4 separate regions of the Mus musculus genome follow, and regions 2, 3 and 4 are each linked to region 1. Evidence: chromatin contacts called from public ChIA-PET, Hi-C and HiChIP or PLAC-seq data. All regions are on one chromosome and are shown on one strand. The core of a region is the stretch at or near the end of the contact, and the rest is flanking DNA. Distances in the headings are between cores, read along the strand shown.

Region 1 (3,381 bases), core at 528-3,027:
AACCTTCAGGAAAATGGAAAAAAGAGACACGTTGGCAAAATAAGCACTGGTGGCGATCAAACTATTTTGTGACATCTTTTTATGTCTTTCACATATTTCACTCCATGCTCAATGTACCAATTTTGCACGGTGTCGCCTGTGTCAAATCCAGAACGCCTAAAGAGCAATCTACTACTGAAGCAGAACACTATGTGGAGTTCTGCTCATCCTCTGTTAGCTTAAGAAGAAAAAAAAAACTTCAAACATATTTATTTTCCCTCTTCTATATAAAATCGGGAGACAACTGGCGAGGAATGCAGCTAGATAGCAGTCCCAAGATTAAACAAACAAGCAAAAAAATACCCAAACACGGAAGACACCAGGAACAAAGGAAACACAAGCGTGTGAACAGGAAATGAAGCAACTCTATACACATAAATACCTTTTGGGGCCGCCAACGTAGGTGAAAGTAAAGGTGGAGTCTGAGTATCTGAAATCTGAAACGGAAAGTCGTGTTATAAGCCACCCCATGTGTTGTTTTTAACCCCAATTCTGTCTTGAACCTACACTTTTGTGTGAGCCTAGGAGGCCCGATGGGGAGGGAAGCAAAGGCTGGAGAGCTAGGGGCCGCCAGCAGGGTGGTGCAGGAGGGGATGCGGAGCACCCCGTGGGGTGCAGCGGGAGGCCGCCCCCCGCAACAAGTGCCGGGTGCCATGGCAACAGCGGGAAATTCCCAGCCAAGCAGCCGGAAGCAGCCCCTGGCAGGCTTCGGGCTGCGAAGCCCGAACTGCCCTCGGCCTTGGATGGGGGGGTGGGAGGACGGGGAGCAAAGATGGACGCAAAGCGACCCCCAGGTTGGGCCTGCGTAGCTCGGGAACCCCGGGAATCCATCCATCCCTTCCCCGGGGCGGTGTCCTGCGCGCTCGCCGAGGAGCGGGTGCAGCGGAGGGGGCGGGAGCTCGGCCCAGCGCTGCCTTCTCCCGGGGCCTCGGCGCCTGGCGGGAGCAGCGCAGCGCAGCGCAGCGCAGCCGGTCCCTTCCCGGCCGCCGCCGCTCGGCCGATGGCGCAAAGCCGCCGGGCTCTAGCCCGCCCCGCTCGGCCACGGCTGCCGAAGCCGGGAGGCAAAGCTCGGATGCTCTGGGCACCGCCAATGGCTGGAACCCAGCGCCCGGCCCCTGCACTCTGATCGCGCGGGTCCTGCCCCAGGAGCCGGAGACTGCCCTGGCCTGGTGGGGTTTTTTGGGGGGGAGGGGGGTGGCTCGTGCCCCCCTCCTCTTTGGGTTTCAGCTCACGCCGCTGCAGCTATTTCCAAATGCACCCGGAATGGGGACTTGCCGCCCCACACTCCCAAGCTACACGCGTCGCGGTCAGAAATCTGGGCAATGGGGGTAGACAGAGGGGAGGCTGACTCCTGGTCCCAGGATCCGAGAGGCAAGAACTCACCTGCAAACAGGCAGTCTTTCTCGGCTCTTGACTTCTGGATCACGACGTCGATATCCTTCTGAATTCTCTCTTGCCTTGAACACATCCCCATTAAATAAATCCCTGGAAAAGAAGCAGCCGCTATTTCCACTCCACCCCACCCCCCTCGCACGCTTCCAGCTTTCGTAAATATTCAGTTAAAAATGAAACCTCTGGCCGAGGCAGGGGCTGAAGGCGAAGTGGTTTCGGAAGTGATCCCGGGTGAGAGAGGAGGAGGAGGTGGAGGAGGAGGAGGAGGAGGAGGTCGGCTTTGCATTCCCAGATGTGACCGCCCAGCTGCTGCTCGCCGCTGCTGGATTCCAATTTCCTCCTGTTCTGACAATGGATGGTGATGACACGGAGTCTCACTTTCTCCCTCCCCCCCCACCCCCGCCCGGACTGACGGCCGTAGGAAAACGAGGGGCCCGAAGGGGGCCGGGGACCGCTGGAGAGCGATCGGCAGCTGTGGAGCGGCAGGCGCCGGAGAGGGGCGAGCCCCGCTCCGACTCACGCGCGCACACCCCTCGCGGCCCGCACGCCGGCCTTCCCACACCCGCGCACACTCGCGCCCGCGGGCGGCGGCCGTGCCCAGGCTGCTGCAGCGCCGCCCGCCAGCCGCAGACCCTCCCGCACCCGCCGCGGGTCACCGGGCCCGGCTGCGCGCCGCTGGGGCTTTAATAGTATCCGCCATCCGCGCAGGCTGGATTTCCCCACCCCCGACTGCCACTCGAGCCGGGAGCTGAGTGACAGTGTAGGTAGTGAAGACTCCCTGGAGCTCCCAGCCTCTCCCGCACCACCACCACCACCCCTCCTCTTTCCACCACTTTTATGAATTCGACTCCACTTTCAGAAGGAATTATGAGTCATATGGAAACCCAAGCCGGAGTGGCTGGGAGGAAGAAAGAGGGGGAAAAGAAAAAAAAATCTTTACGAATTAAAAATAAAGTGAACAAGTCTTTCCTTGTAATCACATCAGGCAAAGGGAGAAAGGCTGGAGATCACTCTAGGAGGACTCTCCCATTTCCTTATTGCCTTCTTTTTTGGTGGTGAGGTGATGGGGGTTCTTTTATTGTTTTGCTTTGCTTTTGCTTCTCAGGGTGGTTTGTTTGTTTGTTTGTTTGTCCCAGGTTTGAGAAGCTCTTTTGAAAATGAAGCCCTTTCTAGACTCCAAAGACTCTTGTTCTTCCTTTCCAGCTCTGTTCATAAGAAATTGGCCTGAGGGGACTCCCTAAGTCAGGGATACCTGGCTTGGGTCTTATTCAAAACCTCAGCCTTCTGTGGGCTGAGGCAAGGGAAAGTTTCTCCAGCCCTAATACCTTGCGCAACAAGGAAAACCATACTGTCCGCTCTCTATTGCCCTGCTTTAAGCTTATGATGGTTGGTCCACCTTTTCTGCCGCAAGGAACCTGAACCCGCTCCACCAAGCTCTTTTCTTTAGCATCGTTTCTGAGAAGTGTCCCCCAGGCAGACCATAGGTATATTGTTTTGCATTCTAAGACCAAGCAGTGTCTGGAATATAGGAGGTGTTATCAATCATGTTGTCCGGAACCTTTTAATCTTCCCGATAGGAATAGTGAGTAGGGGAAGCTTTTCCTGTGCTGGCAAGCCTGAGTCAGTACCCTGGAGCCTAGGGGCTGAACAGACACGCCCAGAAGAGTATTAGAATTTCAAACCCTTTTCAAGGCAGAGACTGACTGCTGGAAACACTCAGGCTGGAGGCTTATGGTATATATCCAGCCTTTTAACATCATCTGTATTCTCACGCTTTTCCTCTTGTAATCCTCAGTTTCCGACAGCCTTTAGTGACGGCAGAAGACAGCATACATCCCACAGCAGTTAGGTGGGGCTTTGCAGGGTTAAAGCTCTCCTTTGAGCCTGGCCTTGGACACAGTGATCCTTAACCTAACTACAGAGACAGGTCACTGTGAGACTGGTCTGAGG
Region 2 (3,381 bases), core at 488-2,987, 240 kb after region 1:
TGTATTAATTTCAAAAATCTCATGACAAGCTAGGCAGTGATAGTGCACACCTTTAACCCCAGCACTCAGCAGCCAGAGGCAGGTAAAATCTCTGAGTTCAAGACCAACCTGGTCTACAGAGTGAGTTCTAGGACATACAGACATACACAGAGAAACCCTGTCTCAGAAAGCGAAGACAAATCTCATAGTAGATAATGCAAAACTTTAATGATGAGATTTTGGTAATATAGCATGTATTGAGCCTGGCCCTGGTTCAGTCACCTGCCTTCCCTGAGAATTTCCCTAATAGCCTGACTGTCACCCATAGTTGCCTTAGCTGCCTTTGGTTCCAATGATAATGTCTAGTTGCCCTTGAAATGAGCATGACTTTGGGCCAGTGTTCTAGCCTGTGAAGGTACAAGCTCAAAGCTTTATTTTTGTAACTTTTGGACAGCTATGACTTTGACTAAGTAGATTCAATCCAAGATTTCCAGATGCTACTTTGAGTTAGAAATTTCACCATCCGGTCCTGAGGCCTCCCCATCCCCCATGTGTCCAACTTTACTCAAAATTTCAAAATACTAAGAAGGGACATTAGAATACTATCGCCCTGCCCTTGTATCAATACGTGTGTTTAGACATGAGTAGTAGCCCAGAACAAACTGATCCTCAGTATAGTTAAAAAAAACTCCTAGGTCCGAAGTGGTAGCTTCATGCCTTTAATCTCAGCACTCTGGAGGCAGAGGCATGTAGATATCTTTAAGCCAGTCCAGTTTATCTAGTGAAATCTAGGCCAGCCAGAACTACCCAGTGAGTCCCTAACTCATTTCATATATATGTGTGTGTGTGTGTGTGTGTGTGTGTGTGTGTGTGTATAAAATTCAATTCTCTACGGCTATTGATAGTCACACTGAGCCAAGCAGAGATGGTGGGAAGCCGGGCAGTTTTAGAAAACATATGTTGTTCAACTAAGTTCTAAATTTCTGTTTGACGGTTGAGACACAAAAGAGAGTAAGAGAGAAAGGATTTTGTTTTCAACACTTGAGCTGCTCTCTGTTTCTGAGTTGTCACCCGATGTCACTGACTTGGGCTGTAGCCTTTTCCCAGCATTCAGATGGGAAAAGTGTGAGGTCACAGTCATGGCTTCTTATCCAGCTCTTACAGATTGCCCGGTTGTCTTGACTAGCCCTCCTCGCTGCCAGTTATGTGTCCTGAGCATCTCCTTCACAAAGCCTTACTGAAAAAACAGCAGTTTCTCCTGTTGTGGAAATTAATCCCAACCCAGGGTTTCTACCTGTGTTGGAAAATTTAGTTCCCAGATTAAAAACACACAGCCTTTATATTTACACCAAGCCTTAAACAGTACAAAAGCTGGGCAGCTGCCTACCCTCCATGCTGTTAGAATCTACCTTCCTGTTGATAACCCCGAATTATTACTTACTATGTTTCATCTGGGATGCTCTGAACTCTTAATTGTCCAGCCCCTGGGGCCACAGTTTCTTTACTCTTAACCCATGGCAGCTTCTCTTTCTCCCCCTGCACCTTCTTCTCCTCATGGTTCCTTTCTGACCCCCAAGCCTGGGAAACCTCAACCCCACCTACATCTCTTCTGCCCAGCTACTGGCTGCTGGCATCTTTATTTACCAATCAGAGGTAACTTGGGGGCCAAGGTATATGTGTGCAGACTCATCTCTGGAACAACCAGGTCTTGGGGGCCCACACTTAGCATTAAGACCAAACCTCGACATCCTGTTCCCTCAATCTCTGTCAAAACTTGTCAATCTTTTGCTCATATTTCAACACATCATTTCCTGCTAAAGCATGGCCTAATTTTGAGACGGAAGCATGGCGTGCTGACTAGTTTTGTGTCCGTTTACCAGAAGTTAGAATCATTTTGAAAGAGAATACCTCAAATGAGAAAGTCCCCCTCCACCCCCACCAGATTGGTTTGTGGGCAGGCCTGTTGTGCATTTTCTTGATTGTTGGTTGATGTGGAAGGGCCCTTTTCACTGTAGGTGGTGTTAACCCTGGGTTGTTGGTCCTGGGTGCTGTAGAAAGCAGGCTGAGAAAGCCATGGGGAGGTAGTCAGTAAGCAGCACTCTTCCATGGCCTTGGCAACAGTTCCTTCCTTTAGCTTCTTATCCTGCTCTGAGTTCTTGTGCTGATTTCTCTTGGTGATGGAGTATGACCTCCATGATGAGAGTTGTAAGCTGAAATAAACCCTGCCTTCCCCAAGTTGCTTTTGGTCATGGTGTTTAAACACCTCAATAAGAAACCCTAACTGAAACACGTGCCAGGTTTAGAAAATAGAGTATCTAAAAGAGAAAGAGCCCAGGAGAGCAAACACTGACCCTGACCAATGCTGGGCTTCTGAATTTGCCCTTCAGGACGCTGTTAACTTAACCATGAGCTGAGCCTGGCACAAGAAGTCCATGAACCAGGACTCTAAAAGAACCTCCCATTTCTGCTCTCCACATGGGCCTTGAGAATTATAGCTCAATTCCCTTTCAGGTTTGGAGGGGACCAAACCTATGATAGCTTCAGAAAATGGTGAGGCAAGTCCTGATCCATAGGTCTCTAATTGGTACCTCTTCTAAAATATTGGGGACCCCTCTATGCCCTAGAGTAACCCATCAGCCCTCAAACATGGTGCTACCATAATAGAGCCATACGTAATGCTGCATGCTTCGTGAAGACGTCTGGTGAGATGGTGGTGTGTGTGCAGCTGGAAGCATGAGGGTGCTTTGTCAGGATTTCTGATTGTAGCTTAGTCCCCCACTTTACAGTCTCCCCTCCTCACAGCAAAACCACAGATTGGGAAATGTGCATAAAAAGGAGCCAAATCATGTGATTGTTGGCTAGCCAGGAATACAAGCCTTGCCTGTATTATAGTGAATCTAATCTGTTTTCTACAACCTGAACTGTGCCTAGTGTTGATGACTCAGAGAAGAAGGTGTGAGTTCATCTGAGTAGGGGGAAACAGAGTAGATAGCGATGGTGTTATTTATTTCTCTAAATTTCCAGTTCTAGAAAACAGATCAGCCAGTCAGTGTACTACCATACCAGCAAGTATTGTCAGTTCTGTTCTTTAGGGCCAGACTCGGGAGTGTTGAATGAAAGAAAGGAATTGACGTAGAGTCTTACAGAGACCTCGGTCCATAGACCATTGTCCAGCCTTAGGCAGCTCCCACCACCAGTTTTTAGTGAAGAAATTGATCCTGCCATAAGAAAAAAACAAGGCAGAATAAAATGTTCTAGGATTCTGCTTAGTTGAGCCTTTACCGTTTTGACATTTAATCATTTTCTTCTCCTCTATAACTTAAAATATATTTGTTATATTAGTATCAAGACAGATGGTCTGCTCTTCCCCTTGGATCTGGGAATTGCTTCCAGTTTCCTCAT
Region 3 (3,381 bases), core at 282-2,781, 200 kb before region 1:
TTTGTCAATTCTTATCTTACAGCACAAGCCATTGTTGTTCTGTTTAGGAATTTTTCCCCTGTGCCCATATCTCCGAGGCTTTTCCCCACTTTCCCCTCTATTAATTTAATTTCAGTGTCTCTGGTTGTATGTGGAGCTCCTTGATCCACTTAGACTTGACCTTAGTACAAGGAGATAAGAATGGATCAATTCACATTCTTCTACATGATACCACCAGTTGTGCCAGCACCATTTGTTGAAAATGCTGTCTTTTTTCCACTGGATGGTTTTAGCTCCCTTGTCAAAGATCAAGTGACCATAGGTGTGTGGATTCAAGAAATACTGCATTTTAAATGGAACAAATGGGAGACAGCAACATGATGCTCAGAGAGGAAAGGAGCTTGCTGGTGAGACTGACAACCTCAGCTCCGTCTCCTGAGATCTAGGAACCATATGATGGGCTAAGAGAACAAACACATGCTGTGGCATGTGCATGTATGTTCATGTGGGCACACACAGAAACTAAAATTCAAAGGGCAAAAGAGAATTTCCTATAGAGGAAGTACCATTCAAAGAACAGTAAAAATTATAAAATTTGGACAAAAGTAGAAAACATTTTCAAGTGATGAAAGAAAAAGGAAGAAAAGAATGAATGGAAGATAGGAAAATGGAAGAGAGGAGAGGGAAAGGGAGGGAAGGGAGGGGAAGGGAAAGGAAGGGAGAGGAGAGAAGGGAAGTGCTAGGGGAGGGAGTGAAGGGGAGAGAGGAGAAGGGAAGGGAAAGGAGGAGAGGGAAAGGAAGGGAAGAAAGAAAGGAGACAGGAGAAGAGAGGGGAATAGAGGGGGAAAGAGGAGGGAGGACGGGAGTGGAGAGGAATGTAATGTGAACTCATTCATGGACAAGACCTTTAGGTGTACAAAGGAACTGAAAGCCTTCTCAAAGGAATCCATTTCAAGCTAGAGTGCTTTCACACAATTTCCAAGAATAACAAACAATCAAGGCTTACATAGCAGCACATGTTTTCTACCTTGTGGCTCTCATAAAGTTGATCTATGATTAGATTTTAGAAAATCTTACAACCTTTCAATATCAAATGCACAACCTTGTTCCTCAAGATGACTGACTTGACAACACAATTTTCTCATCACATTCAAAGACTTTTGTCACCAAGGGACCCAGGAAATGAAGATTTCTAAATCATAGTAATATTTTCACAATGAGATCACTTGTGTTGAAACCTCATGGAAACTTGAGGTCTCTCCTCATTGGAACTTGGCATATAAGGTGGAGGAGAAAGGTTTCCTTAGTCAGCAAAAAGCATGAAAAGTTATCTTTTAAATTTATAAAATATCAAGGACTTGAAAACTACTGGTGTGGGTATCAATGAAGAACCAGTGAAGAGACTCCAGTGACAGGAAGCTGAAAAGACCTTAGGAAATGGAAATGTTCAAAGAAAAGCAACAGTGCTGCGCTTAGGGTGTGTGTGTGAGGAATGATTGAGTTCTATGCTTGCGTGTAATCCCATATGAACAAAACCAGCACATGCTGGAAGGCGGGTGGGGTGACCTCTCTCTATGAGTCATATACAGAAGCTTTGAGTCAGCCTCTGGATTTCCTGATGATATAAACCAAGGCATTTAACCCAACCATATAAAACCTCAAGCAGGGGAACACAGAGACAGTCCAATAGTTTAAAAGACTTCTTTCAAGCAGATGTTGCAACATCCTCTCTGGATCATCTAACATCCAAATGATCATGATATGCTCTTAGCCCTGAGCACAAGAAATAGGCCTGTTTTTTATAAGACTAAGATTCCAGAGTGACACTGTCTTCCCTAAATCCCAACGCTGTTCTTATTTTCTGCACAACTGTCATCTGTCAATAAGATTATTGCCCAGTCTTAGCCAACTGTCACGCTGCATCCATCTGGCAGCTGGAGGAAAGCACACCTCTGACATTAGATGATGCATCAGTGGTTAGAAAGAAAATGAAAGGTGCCTGATGTTTACTGTAGTGGAGCAGCATAAAACCTGAGGGCATTATCCAATTAGCATTCCTCAAACAAGTCACAGTTGAAGCATCAATTGCCACTGAGAGTCACTTTTAACAAGACTAGACATTATAGTGAGTTGGGCTTTGTAATAAAATAAACAAAGTATTGACATTAAGAGACTATAAAATTAGATGGCTTTTTTTTCCAGAATGGCATGCCATGGCTATCAGAATTTTTTATGTACATTTAATTTCCTTGCTTCTGATTTTTAAATGGTTTTGCAGCATAGATCCGAGGTCCTTAGTATAGGTATGAAGCCCCTTTGTAGTTCAGACCTTATTTTCTTTTGGGTTTTACTGTTACAATCCTCAAACATCAAGTTTATACCATGTTCATGAAAAAAAAAAAAGACACTAAGAACTCTAAGGAATTATACATTTCCTAGCCTGTCTCTATTTGCATTTTTCCTTGGATACTCCTAGTGATACTTGGAAATCACTACTGTTTTCCTACCAATTTCTCCTGTGAACCTCAAATATCCCTAAAATCTTTAAGGACAACAACAAAAAAAATCTCTTCCTTCAATGTTCCAATAGTTTGTTTCCACCTTTTCACCTTAATACATTGATTAACACAATCTATACATTCATTTCCATGATTTTTTTCACTTACTAACTATACTGGCTGGTTTTGTGTGTCAACCTGACACAAGCTGGAGTTATCACAGAGAAAACCTCCCTTGAGATCCAGCTGTGAAGCATTTCTCAATTAGTGATCAAAGGTGGGAGGGCCCATTGTGAGTGGTGCAATCCCAGGGCTGGTAGTCCTGGATTTTCCTATAGGAAAGCAAGCTGAGCAAGCCAGGGGAAGCAAGACAGTAAGTAACATCCCTTCCATGGCCTCTGCATCAGCTGCTGCTCCCTGACCTGCTTGAGTTCCAGTCCTGACTTCCTTTGGTGATGAACAGCAATGTGGAACTTTAAGCTGAATAAATCCTTTCTACCCCAACTTGCTTCTTGGTCAGGATATTTTGTGTAGGAATACAAACCCTTACTATGATACGAATTTAACACCTATAAGAGAATCACAAAGAAATGTGCTATAGCCTCTATTCTAGACAAGAGGAATGGAGTCGTTATAGTAACCAAGGCCTAAATTAAAAACCAATGCAGGATATAGCAATTCAATGTTTCTAATCCCAGCATTCATGAGGCAGAGGCAAGAGGATCACTCAAAGTTCAAGGACAACCTGGTTTACAGACCAAGTCTTTGGCTAATCAAGGCTATACAGTGAGATGCTGCTTCAACCTCCTTTTTAAAAGGAACAGACAAATGAAAGAAAGGAGAAAAGGAGAAAAAGATGGAGAAAAGGAAAGAAGAGAAGGAAGAGAGGAAGGAGAAGAGGGAA
Region 4 (3,381 bases), core at 625-3,124, 170 kb after region 1:
GACACACCTTTAATACCAGCATCTGGGAGGCAGAGGCAGGTAGATCTGTATAACCTCAAGGCTAGCCTGGTCTACATGCCAAGTTCCAGCACAGCCAGGACTAAGTAGAGAGTCCTTGTCTGAGAAAAAGCAAACAAAGTTGCAGCCATTTTAAATTTCTTATGATGTCACTATCTTTCCTTCCTTCTTTCCTTCCTTCCTTCCTTCCTTCCTTCCTTCCTTCCTTCCTTCCTTCCTTCCTCCCTCCCTCCCTCCCTCCTTCCCTCCCTCCCTCCCTCCCTTCCTTCCTTCCTTCCCTTCCTCCCTTCATCTCTTGCCTTCTCTTTCCCTCCCTCCCTTCCTCTCTCCCTCCCCTCCTCTCTCCCTTCCCTCCTCCCCTCCTTCTGGCGTCTATATTCTTACAGTTTCACAGGATATCAGTGTACACCTGTCTCTCTCCACCTGGTTGGAACCAGGAATATGTCTGCCTACATTTTCTTACCTTTAGTTAATGCTGACATTTCCTCCCTGACTTCCTTTCTCCTTGAGCTTTCTCTGACTCCCTCGGACTTCTGCTCTTTGGATGTGGGGTTCTCAGCCACCGATGCTTTCTCATCTTTTTCTCTCTTCGGAGAGCTTCTTAACCTCATTTTTCTTTTTTTCTTTTTCTTGTTTTTAGAGAAAAAAAAAAATGGGAAGGAGTTTAACTAGGAGAGCCATGTCATTGAGTTAGGCACAGAGGTCAGCCCACAGCAGGAAGCAGCCACATGGCGAGGGGGGCTTTAGATCAGAGTAAGGACTTTAGGTTTCTTTACATATAACCAGTGAGGGTTCTGTTTGCTTGTTTGCTCTGTTTTCTCTTTTCATTTGAGATTCTCTCTCTCTGGTATTTGCTAATCTTTAGTTGTTTTATTATATTTATCTGTTTGTTTGTTTGTTTATGGAGAGAGGGTTTTTCTATGTATCCCTGGCCATCCTGGAACTCATTCTATAGACCAAGCTGCCCTCAAACTCAGAGATTCACCTGCCTCAGTCTCCCGAGTGCTGGGATTAAAGGCGTGCAACACCTCCGCTCAGTTTAGCTGTTTCATTCTTATTCAGGATTATTTAGTGGTGGTTGGAGAGATGTTTCAGCTGTTAGGCATGAGTTTGGTTCCCATCAACCACGTTTGGGGCAGAACAATCCCCGGTAACTCAAGATTCAAAGAATCCGATGTCCTCTTCTGGCATCTGGGGGAACCTCTGTGGGCACAAATGCTAATGATACTAATAATAAACCTGAAAAACAGAAACCTTTAGTTGTATAAAACCTTTATTTTAATCATTTTGTAACCTTAGAACACATTGAAATGCTGTACAAGTCCACACTGAGAATTAAGGCAACAGCTCTGATTGGAGAATTCTCAGTACTCAGCCTACAGCGTCTCTATGAAGCCATCTGTCGTAGTCCAGAACCAACCTGTACATTCACTCTCAACCCTGTGCTGATCTGATGAGTAATTTCATTCCACTCTCGGCTTGTGTTTCAGCTTCTCAGAGGGCCACACAAACTGATGTTACTAATCTTGGCAACCCACACCTCCAAGTCTGAAGACCAATCCCCAACACCTCCCCTGGGGACAGGAGGGGGCATCCGCCTCGAGGTGACCAATGAGGAACCTAAACTGGTCAGCACACACGCCCTTGTTTGAGCTTTGCCTTTCACCCTCTGGGCCATCTCAGTCTGAAAGTAGCTGGGTCTAGATCCTGCTTTCCGTGGACATAGCTCTTTTGATAGGTCCTTAACTACGACAACTCCAGTACATGCTGGTCCCCCAACCCCAAAGCGTGTGTTAACAGGCAAGCTTTTATTCCACTACCAAAAACAAAAATTTACTTCCTGTCAACAGTGAGTAGGCACTTCCGGAATGGTGAAGCTATGCTGTACGCTGCAGGAGGCCTCTGGACTGTAGTGCACGTCTCTGTATAAGAACGAGAGATACTGGAGGGAGGGGTGGGGAGGGACACAGAGAGTGGTGACCTGGGTTTTGCTTTTTGATGACCATGCATTTTTACAAATTTTGCCAGTAAACCTTTGTCTTAACCCATTGGGATTGACTTAGCAATCTTTCTAAATTCCAGCACAAAAAAAGCTCCAAATGGGGGCATTCTCTCTCTCTCTCTCTCTCTCTCTCTCTCTCTCTCTCTCTCTCTCTCTCTCATACACACACACACACACACACACACACACACACACACACACACACACAAGTCAGTTGGGAAAAAAATACTGTTTTTGTATAATCCATAAAAGTTAAAATATAGAGCCGGGCGTGATGGCGCACACCTTTAATCCCAGCACTCAGGAAACAGAGACAGGCGAATTTCTGAGTTCGAGGCCAGCCTGGTCTACAGAGTGAGTTCCAGGACAGCCAGAGAAACCCTGTCTCAAAACCCTGTCTCAAAAAAAACCAAAAATAAATAAATAAATAAATAAAAATAAAAAAGTAATAATAAAAATAAAAAAATCGATTAAAAAAAACAGTACTAACCATTACACCAAACATTTCTGTTTTGCATTTTATAATTTACATTGATGCTAAACTTTTGTCTTGATCTCCACAGCACTGGTAGATGTATATTTTTTTTAACCGTAAGAGATGGGTTTCAGTTTCTCAAAAAAAGCAAATGACAGGGTTGAAGCTCAGGACCGCTAGCTCCCCAACCCTCCTAATGTGTGAGCCGGCCCCTCCAGCGGGGCAGGCCATCTCCAGGAGGAGGCTCCCCTTTTTATCTGATTCCTCCAGTTTTGCTCCTTTTCTTCTTTGCAGGAATCTGAGGGCAAATCTTACCCTTTCGTTGAATCCTTTAACAAGCACTGCCCATGTTTATTAACTAAACAGGCGCTCTGGCAACCATTCATCTTTGAGAATGGAAACAAAGTTGCATTTATCAGAACTTAGATTAGAGTTCTGCCCATCTGTTTACTTTGCCACAATATCGCCCCGGCAAGAGCATCTACAGGATCTGAAACCTAGCATGTCTTCCTCTGCAGCAACGAACAGAAGTGAGGCTGTCATTACAAGTGCCCACATAGCTAGGCGTAGAGAGGAATTCGTTTTATGTAACTTTTACATCTTATAGTTTTTCTTAAACTAACAAAACATTTAAATCATAACATGAACTATTATTTTGGCATAAAACTCTCTGCACAGAAGAGTATTTCAGTAAAAACTGACATTTCATTCCTGATGGCGGGGGAATGCCGTCCTCCCTCATTCCTCCCCTAGTGCTCCACTGCAAAGACAGAGATAAAATTCCACACAGCCTCATTGTGAAGATGGAGATAAAAGTTTCATGTAAGACTTTGGCATCTCTGATCTTTGTCTTGTATCAACTGCTTCGCATGCAGAACACCAACAT

The links. A called contact is a pair of places that touch in the nucleus more often than the background predicts. ChIA-PET counts read pairs in DNA pulled down with a chosen protein or histone mark. HiChIP or PLAC-seq counts read pairs in DNA pulled down with a chosen protein or histone mark.
Region 2: an RNA polymerase II ChIA-PET map of memory CD8 T cells shows a contact between it and region 1, with 89 read pairs. The contact joins the enhancer-like site here to the promoter of Parp8 in region 1. A contact is called at or near these places in 6 of 39 promoter capture datasets (the C10 cell line, the HPC-7 cell line, cranial neural crest and 3 more), 4 of 115 datasets of contacts at active chromatin or transcription factors (bone marrow-derived macrophages, embryonic stem cells, memory CD8 T cells and 1 more) and 1 of 9 other capture datasets (adipose tissue).
Region 3: a contact with region 1 is called in a Hi-C map of the N1E-115 cell line, with 1.9 times the contacts expected there. The contact joins the enhancer-like site here to the promoter of Parp8 in region 1. A contact is called at or near these places in 1 of 39 promoter capture datasets (the C10 cell line) and 1 of 484 Hi-C or Micro-C datasets (the N1E-115 cell line).
Region 4: an H3K4me3 HiChIP or PLAC-seq map of bone marrow-derived macrophages shows a contact between it and region 1, with 6 times the contacts expected there. The contact joins the enhancer-like site here to the promoter of Parp8 in region 1. A contact is called at or near these places in 11 of 39 promoter capture datasets (the 3T3-L1 cell line, 3T3-L1-derived adipocytes, the C10 cell line and 8 more), 1 of 15 datasets of contacts at CTCF or cohesin (CD8 T cells), 54 of 484 Hi-C or Micro-C datasets (B cells, the C10 cell line, CD4 T cells and 41 more), 13 of 115 datasets of contacts at active chromatin or transcription factors (DN3 thymocytes, the NIH/3T3 cell line, bone marrow-derived macrophages and 8 more) and 2 of 9 other capture datasets (adipose tissue and liver).

What each region holds. Positions count from the first base shown.
Region 1 is chr13:117,023,754-117,027,134 of GRCm38.p6, forward strand. It overlaps Parp8 (poly (ADP-ribose) polymerase family, member 8), which reads right to left and starts at 1,778. Exons shown (of 27, transcript NM_001081009.2): 1 at 1,612-1,778; 2 at 1,423-1,524; 3 at 422-476. The coding sequence starts at 1,513.
Region 2 is chr13:117,259,159-117,262,539 of GRCm38.p6, forward strand. All of the region lies in intron 4 of Emb (embigin), which reads left to right. Among named protein-coding and RNA genes, the nearest start is that of Emb, 40 kb to the left of the region's middle. Within about 2 kb of position 1,738, at least 34 of the 459 cell types and tissues checked have an H3K27ac peak or open chromatin away from gene starts, as enhancers often do. A contact at or near this core is called in the HPC-7 cell line, hematopoietic stem and progenitor cells and memory CD8 T cells, where this site is marked.
Region 3 is chr13:116,827,605-116,830,985 of GRCm38.p6, forward strand. The region is part of intron 3 of 4930435F18Rik (RIKEN cDNA 4930435F18 gene); the gene reads right to left. Among named protein-coding and RNA genes, the nearest start is that of 4930435F18Rik, 8.9 kb to the right of the region's middle. Within about 2 kb of position 1,532, at least 31 of the 459 cell types and tissues checked have an H3K27ac peak or open chromatin away from gene starts, as enhancers often do. A contact at or near this core is called in the N1E-115 cell line, where this site is marked.
Region 4 is chr13:117,194,272-117,197,652 of GRCm38.p6, forward strand. No RefSeq gene overlaps it. Among named protein-coding and RNA genes, the nearest start is that of Emb, 25 kb to the right of the region's middle. Within about 2 kb of position 1,875, at least 86 of the 459 cell types and tissues checked have an H3K27ac peak or open chromatin away from gene starts, as enhancers often do. A contact at or near this core is called in B cells, CD8 T cells, the HPC-5 cell line and 21 more, where this site is marked.